Regions from separate parts of the Zea mays genome. Here region 2 is linked to region 1. The links are chromatin contacts, called in public Hi-C maps. All regions are on one chromosome and are shown on one strand. The core of a region is the stretch at or near the end of the contact, and the rest is flanking DNA. Distances in the headings are between cores, read along the strand shown.

Evidence for each region. Hi-C and Micro-C count contacts between places; a contact is called where the count stands out from the background.
Region 2: a Hi-C map of bundle sheath shows a contact between it and region 1, with 2.9 times the contacts expected there. The contact joins the promoter of LOC100278360 here to the promoter of LOC118476306 in region 1. A contact is called at or near these places in 4 of 25 Hi-C or Micro-C datasets (bundle sheath, ear, leaf and 1 more).

What each region holds. Positions count from the first base shown.
Region 1 is chr2:44,843,722-44,848,021 of Zm-B73-REFERENCE-NAM-5.0, forward strand. LOC118476306 reads right to left here and starts at 2,531. Exons shown (of 2, transcript XM_035965263.1): 1 at 1,457-2,531; 2 at 921-1,206. The coding sequence starts at 1,801. The coding sequence ends at 1,156.
Region 2 is chr2:44,990,557-44,994,486 of Zm-B73-REFERENCE-NAM-5.0, forward strand. It overlaps LOC100278360, which reads left to right and starts at 2,596. Exons shown (of 5, transcript NM_001151661.2): 1 at 2,596-2,870; 2 at 2,953-3,036; 3 at 3,260-3,311. The coding sequence starts at 2,721.

The sequences.
Region 1 (4,300 bases), core at 1,281-3,780:
TTCACATCTGTCTCGTGTGTTATGAACTTACCGTGACCACTTGTTGGTAAACCTCTTTCTGTGTGTTTTACTCAAGAGGTTGCATCTGATTCTGTTTGGGTAAAATCGCGTATCTACCGCTCGCTCAACAGACTCAGATAGTACAATGTCATCAGAAAAAGTAAACTGCACACAGGAAACCTTATGTGTCCTTCTGGAAGACATCGTCTCTATTGGTGGACATTTCTAAATTAGCCTAAGGCGATACATGTTATGTCCACTAGAGAAACGATATCCTGAGACACTCATCTTTGCTTGGAACTGCCTTTGTTATCGCTGATATGAACATGGGTTACATGCTTCTCTACTCTTGAAATTCTTTCGCTCCGAATCTCGGGACGAGATTCTTTTAAGGGGGAGGGCTGTAACACCCCTGGTGTTTATATTCCGCTCAACAACGAGTATAGATTTAAGCACGTAATATCAGCGGATAAAACGGATGCTAAATTTTAATCATCTTCGCTTATCATGATTTTAATATCGCAGTTGTTTTGTCTGTCATGAGTTCAACATCATTTTTATCTATCCGGGCTCTTCCTAAATTTTTGTGATGTTCAGAACATAGTTGTTCCGAAAATCGGTGAGTCTGGTGATTATTTAAATTCATCGCTCGCGCGAATACGAATTTGGAAGCTCGATCTATTCTTACGATTTTTATTCCGGGCAAATTAGTTGGAACTCGACGACTAAGCTTTCAGTGTAAAATAATTTAATTCCCTTTTGTCATCCGTGACATTGCGTCTATGGATTTTTAATTAAATTGTTCTCTAACCGAGTGTTCGAATAGCGAACATAATTCATCTAAAACCAACTGAATCAAATGCAGATTGAAATACCAAAGTCGAAATCCGTTTAATCCAGTCCGTTGCTTTTCACCTCGATCTAAATCTTCAAAAAGTAAATTAATAATACAGATTCATCTGATTTCAAAGTATTCACTAACTCAAACCATTTTGCAAGTACCGTTGACCCATATTATTATGATCTAACCCACTTTATCACTAAAAATCTGGAACCAAAATATCTGCGATTTTTTGGTAAAAAAAGAGAAGAAATAAAAAAAAATCTGCAGCCGTCGTTATCCTTTTCTTCCCTTTGATTTTTATCCAGCCAATCCTATCCATCCGGCCGCTGTGTGTGGTTGAAAAATCTGCCGCCGCTCTGGGCCTGTAAATGGGGTGTTTGATTTGAGGAATCACTTCATCCAAAATGTGGTGGTGTATTATGGGTCCATTCTTTAAATTTGGTGGGATAACCTTATTTCTCATATTAGTACTAACTAAATAACTATAAGAAATGAGGTGATGATGGATCAACTCAATGTATTCCACAAACCAATAAAAATGAGGAGTGAGAAGACGATAGACTAGATTATTCGTGACACCAAACAGCTTAAAAATTCCCCGTGAAGACTTACCTTCTTCCCTAGCCATCTCCTCTGGCGCTTGGCTTCCTGCTCGTCGGCTTCTCTTCCTCCGCGCCAGGACCTCCCTCCGAGCTCGCACTCAGTGGAGCTCGATCTCTGCCGCGCGTTGCTCCAGATTCTTCCGCGCCACGGCCCTTCCATAGCTCCCTCTGCCCAGCAGCTTCTCTCTCTCCCGGAGTTTCTCCCCGCTGTCGCGCGCTCCTCCCTGCGTCGCGCGCCGTGCTCTGTGCACGTGCCCATCTCCCTCCGTGCCGCGTGCCCAGGTGCCTGTGCGCCCCTCTCCCGAGTCCCTGGCCAGCTCGCGCCCTGCTCCCTGCGCCGGAGCTCCCTTGCCATGGCCACACCCCTCAAGCTCCTGCGCTGCGCTGGGCTCTCTGGCTCTCTGCTCGAGCGCGCGCCTGCTTCCTACGCCACACCAGCCGAGCTGGTCCCTGTCTCCCATGGCTGCTGAGCTGCTCCCTGGTGCTTGCCTCTCCCCGTTTTGGAGCTCGTCGGTGCCACCTGAGTCTGGATCTCGTCATGCCACTGCTCCTATGCCGCGAGCTCCAGCTCGGATTTTGCCCAGCCTCGGTGCCGGTCCTAGCTCGGCCGACCGTCCTGCTCGCCCATGCCGCGCGCCGCTTCACCTGCTCGGCTCTGTCCAATTCGACGCCCATCTCCGCCTATCCGCGCCTGCTGCTCGTCTGCTGCGCGCGTCGACTTCTTGCACGCTGATCTCTCTGGCTCGCCTCTGCGCTCTCCCGTGGCCGTCGAACTCGCCCAGCCCGATCCCATGCGGTAGCACGCGTCCATGGTTGCGTTCACCGAGCTCTGGTTGTCGAAGTCGTTGTGCTATTGTTGCTTTAGTTTCTTTGTCCTCGGTGGGGTGTGGCAATCGTGTCCACATCCACGACATCGCCATCTGTGTCCCTTCCATCGTTGTCGAGGTCCTCTGATGGTCACCGCGCCCCTCAGCTCGCGCAGGTGGTCCGGCCACTCGCCCTCGGCCTCACCTTCATGCCGCAACGCCATCGGCTCCTCGTCCGGCTTTAACTTCACCGTGGCCAGCAGCTTCAAATCTGTATAGCGTGTCTCCGTACTCTGCGTCATCGCCATCGTGGTTCTTGGAGTTCGTCGTGACGCGCTGCTGATGATCTGCGTATAGCGGGAGATCTTCGCAAGTTCACACAGCTTCGTGGTAACTAATTTTGATGGCGATCCACGTTATTTAGCGCTATGTTTGTTTCTTTTGTGTGTTTTTGTGTGCAATCGTGGAGGGAGATTTGATGCTGAAGCCGAAGCCAGCGCGATGCTTCTTGGTTGTTCGATGAAATGGTCGAGTTGAGTATTAGTAAACTATATTAGCTACCTCTGTTAGCAGAGCCATTAGATGGATTGGCTAAGTACGTTGATTTGATCATCTTGTTTGCCGTATAACCATAGTGGCGGTGTTAGATATTGGTTAAACTGCTTCATATATACGGGGTATGGTTTAGTAAATATTGTGAAGAATAAAATTGGTATACCAAGTGATTAGCCGATTACTCCTGTTGTTATGGGTCGTATTAATATATTTAAGTAGTGAAGTGATATCTTGCCATACTAGTCGTCGTATTTTGTATTTGTTACCCGGGTACCTGTCATATGTACGTGTTTGTTGTTACCCAAAATGGTTAAATTAGAATCATCAGCGTATCCGCAGTTTAGTTTAACTATGATGAGCTTTTTGGCTATCCTTGATAGTTAGCATGTATGATAGGTTGATTAGGATATGATCGATGATTTTCTTATCTATTGATTGGTGTGATGGTATATTGTATAAAATATGTTTGGTAAAAATATATGTAGTAATATGATTGTGTTAATAAATTATAAAGGAAAATAGAGCGTGAATATATATATATATTATTGTTTTGCGATATATGAGCTACCTTTGAATAGGCTGGAAAAGCGTAATTATTATAATTAGTCATATATCACTAGCAAGTATCTGCTAAATGCTTTGTTATAAGTGTTGCATCCTTTTTAGTGTAGATTATCATCTTATACTATTTATACTCATGCTCATGCATGTGGACCGTGCATTTCATGAGGTACGCTAGTTGATCACGTGACACGGAAGACGACCCCAAGTCGACCTCAGGATAATGCAGAGATTGGACATCTCCGCAAGACGACGTCGTCAGTCGGACCAACCTGAAGATGGACAGACGAAGCAAGTATCAGAACAAAGGCTGATCGTCAAGTGATCGACGTCTAACAAACACTAACCTAGTGTTTCTTCCAGGCAAGCTCTGCTGCATTTGCCCCTTCCTTGTGTTTTAAATGCTTTTTCACCTTATCTGATGCATTAGGTGATAGGAGTTGTGTGATAAACAATTGATGCATTACCATTCCTTGGAAACTCCTTAATCCTGGTTTTATAAAAAGAACTGATAATGCTTAGCCCTGCTTAGAAACTGAAAAATCATTTGTTTTCAAAAAGAATGATTGTGGAACATTGGTTATGGTCCTTTCGTTTCAAAAATCAAAGCAAACTTATGGTGATGATTCCACTTCGGTCGGAGTGGGTTCATCATTCAGAAAAGAGTACCCCTGTCGGGTACCTAAAATGGGAAAATGGTTTGAATACATCTAGACCAGACGCTGAGCGGACATGGTCGCCTGTCTGTGTCGATTAAGGACCGTTCGATGTAGGCCTGTTGTGGTGGAGACTTTGCAACTATCCACATGCTCCAGTAAGCCTGAACCCGGCTATTCCATACGTGAAAAGACAACCGCGTACTGGGCGTGGGAGATGGTGGGAGTAGCGTGTACCCTCCTGGCTAGAGGTTGGATGGAGGAGTACTATGCTCC
Region 2 (3,930 bases), core at 1,346-3,845, 150 kb after region 1:
GGGAGACTAAAGTTCCATTTCCAGTCTTTTGTCTCATTCATGGCACATAAGTATGTACATTTTCTTGCATGATTTTTTATCCTTTACATTTGACTTAGTATTCAAATAATCATAATTGAAATAAATCGACCTATCTTCATGATTAGTATTATTGTAAAGGTTTATAACATGGTCGAACAACTAGCGCATTTAAATAAGTTGTAACTATGTGATACATAAAAACTATCGCAACACACAGGCACTTCCACTATATGCTATTAAGCCTATGCTTTACCTTGGTTTGTAGTTATAGGGTCAAAGTGTTACAAAGTTGCATTGTTTTTGGCATTAGAAAATATGATGGATCAACATGGACATTAGGTGCCAAAGGTCATCTTTTGTTTGGATTATTCAAAACAAATGCCCATCAATTCCAATAAACGATAATGTTAGATCAGTTTGTGCAATAATTAAATAAAAAACTATATCAGGTCCTACACTTCTTGGAACAAGAAATATTTTACGTCCAGTTTGGGAGTCTTAAGTTATAGTTTTAATGAACTGCAAAAAGCTTAACTTATCCTACGTTATTACCTTTTTGGTTGGTTTCTTACTTGGTTTGCTCCCCAACAATTAAGCAGCATAATCTGTTGGGACTTGATGTTCTGTACTTATGCAGGTTGGGATTAGTATTTCATAAGTTGTGTAATATGTGTGGTAATGTTTCACATGTGTTTCTTATCCTTTTTTATGCAATACAATATGGATGCTTCTTATTTTTGGTGAAATTACTATATTATGCCTAATTATTTTTGTACTTATGTCATGAACTGGGTTTTCACGCCCATGGCATGGCAGCAAGCATAGTATATCTTCTGGCTAAACCGCTAAACTAGATTTTAGTTGAGTGCTTCACCTCTACAGCTTGCTTCCCAAGCAGGATATACAAGCTATTGTCATGTCTGGCTATCATAAAATCGGAAGCCCGTCATTTCTACAAAACGGTTAAGAGAGAGTACGTGGAGGTCAAAGGAGATGTAAGCTTAGCTGCCATTTCTAAATATATAATATTTTTCCCACTTCAGTTTTAGCTGTAAGTACGCAATAATAATATCATTGTATTCTTCTTTCTAGGCATGTAGCATTTGCAAATTTAAAGTATAAATCTTATGTCACTCCAAAGGACGAGGCTAAAGTTAAGACCGATGATGTTGGCCACATACTTCTAACTTATCGAAAGCGTGCAAGGTCTGTTGCCATGTATGGATTTATGATTGGTTGCTTTGTTTTCTGTCCATAATTAGTTGATATGGTGAATCGAGGACAAATGAGTAAATAACACAAACTTAGACATATTCTTATCATGTACCTTTGTGTAATTTGGTGCTCCAATGTACCAGATTCTAAAGAAAACTTCATTGATAATATATGTGTTCTTTTTTATGTAATTGGTGTGCGCTCACATTTTGTTGAATATTTGTGTGCCGTCGCAACGCACGGGCACCTAACTAGTCCTGATATAAGAGTTCTACGGCCACTGCATACATTGCAAAACAAATTGATATGTTCGCTCTGTTTTAATATAGTAGTTGTTTTAACTCTTAGTTTTTATGTCTATATTCAAATAGATGGAGATAAATTTAGACACATATAAAACACATATATCAAATATTGTATGAACCTATTAATTAACTAAAACGAATTTTAATTTAGAATGAAGTGAGTATAATTTTTCTGATCAAGAAGCAAACAAAGGGCAACAGCCGCAAGACTTCATCATAGCAACAGCATAAGTTGCTTATGTACACTCAGAACCCATCTAGACCCCACAGGTGTTCTATTTTCCTAAATCAAACATATGTCTTCTACCTGTATCACTTTTAGTCCATATTTACAGACCCGCGCGAGGGCGCGCGCTTACCGCTAGTGGTGCAATAATGGGGCTGGAGAAATCGTGTAGTACACGGAGACGACCTTTGCATATCTGAATCTGAAAGCACGACTGCCATTTTCGGCTGCTTCCCCTTGCTGGCTAAAAGTAAAAGTAATCTTGGCAAGTTCATCTGTAGACATGCATTGTACACTGCCATATAAGCCTGTTCGTTTGCTCTTAGAAGAATCCTCGCACGGTTTACTGTATAAGAAGCAGCAGATGGCTGTGCACTAGCTTCAGCGAACAGGTATGTGAGGCTGTCAATCCGTTGGCATTCATTCATTCTTTCAGAAAGCAAAGTGGCGACAATGGTTATCAGATGAACAGCAGAGTTAACGATCGGCTTCGCTCTTGTATGGCGAGACCTTGTTTTTGGCGACTACCACCTGCCGATAAAAAAAGACGATCGGGAGAGCAGGCACTCGTGGCCAGCCTTGGTCTCCTGGGATATGGATATTATCCGCTCTGGGAGTTCCGCAGCCTCTCAAATTCCGGCGTTCTTCCACATCCACTCTTTTCTTCGTCCCGAGGCCCGGCCGGCCCCCGGTGGCCCGCCCGATCACGAGGCACCCATCCGAACGCTGGCACCTGGTCGCGCCACGTCTCCGCACAATACCACATCCACATGGTGACCCCCCCCCCCCCCCCCCCGGCTGTCTCTACCCTCTCCTCCTCCTCCAGTCCTCCCTCGCTCTTCCTCCTCGCGAAACGACGCGGAGGAGGTTGCCGGTCAGGCCACCGCCGCGCCCGCCCGCCCGCCGGAGACCCGGTCCGCAGCCAACGCGTGACGTAGGGAGGACACGCAGCCATGGCCACTTCCTCCTCGTCGCTCACAACGCTCCACTCCCGCTTCCTCTCTCCCACCCCTTCCTCGCCCTACATGGCGGCGCTGCCCCGACGGCGAAGGGCCGGAGCGCGGTACCCTCGCATCCGGGCCATTGACCTCGACCAGAACACGGTACGCTACGGGTGCCCAAACCGACCGTGCCCTGCCCTTGCTTGATTCTCGGCGGAGTCATTTGATTTCCCGGTGCTTCTAGATTGTGGCCATTTCGGTGGGCGTCGTCAGCATCGCCGTGGGAATAGGTGTCCCTGTGTTCTACGAGACTCAAATCGACAATGCCGTGAGTATTCGCCACTTTTTAAGTTTGTTGCGACCCGTTCGCTCTTCACTGCACAGCCTGTTGCCGTCCAAGTCGTGTTAATTAGGCTGGGAGTTAGCAGCTAAGAACATTGTTTACTGAGACTGGAAGATCCAATCTTGGGTGAATTTGCCACTGTTCTGTACGAGTATTTATTACTGTTTTAAGTCATAAAAAAGGTTGCAATATATTTTTTTCCATGCAGGCCAAGAGGGATAATACACAGCCATGCTTCCCCTGCAGTGGTTCTGGCGCGCGTATGTGATGATCCTGCTCCTTACATAGCCTTATCTCCTTTATTCCAATTCGCATTTAAGGGTCTGTTTGAATAGAAGAGCTAATTGATAGCTACCTAAAAACTAGCTAAAATTAGCTCTAATGCATTTAAACAAAAGAGCTGTTTTTTAGCCATGCCTTTAACTAGTTGTTAGATAACTAGGTAGCCAATCTTAGTTAATTTGAGCTAATTCTAAGCCCAACTAGTAACTGGCAACAACTGCTGTGCAAGCAGTGCTTCTAACTAGCCCTAGCTCATACAACATTGGTTGGACAACCACATGGCTGAGTGAAACACACAAAATCTGGTAATGGGACTGACTCGTTAAAACGAAAAAACCATGGTTATATCCAAGCTCCCTTTTAATCAAAGAAGCATCTTAGAGTGTATTTGTTTCCCTTCTATATTATATAAATTGAATTATGATGGAAGGGTAAAAGTGTAAAATACCACTTTGGAACCACAAATAAGCTGAAATAAGCTAGTATTTGTGATACCAAAGTGGTAATTTACCCTCCTACCATTCCATCATAATCCAACTTAAATAATCTAGGAGAAAAACAAACATACCCTTAGTTCTGCCCATGTACTATTTTATT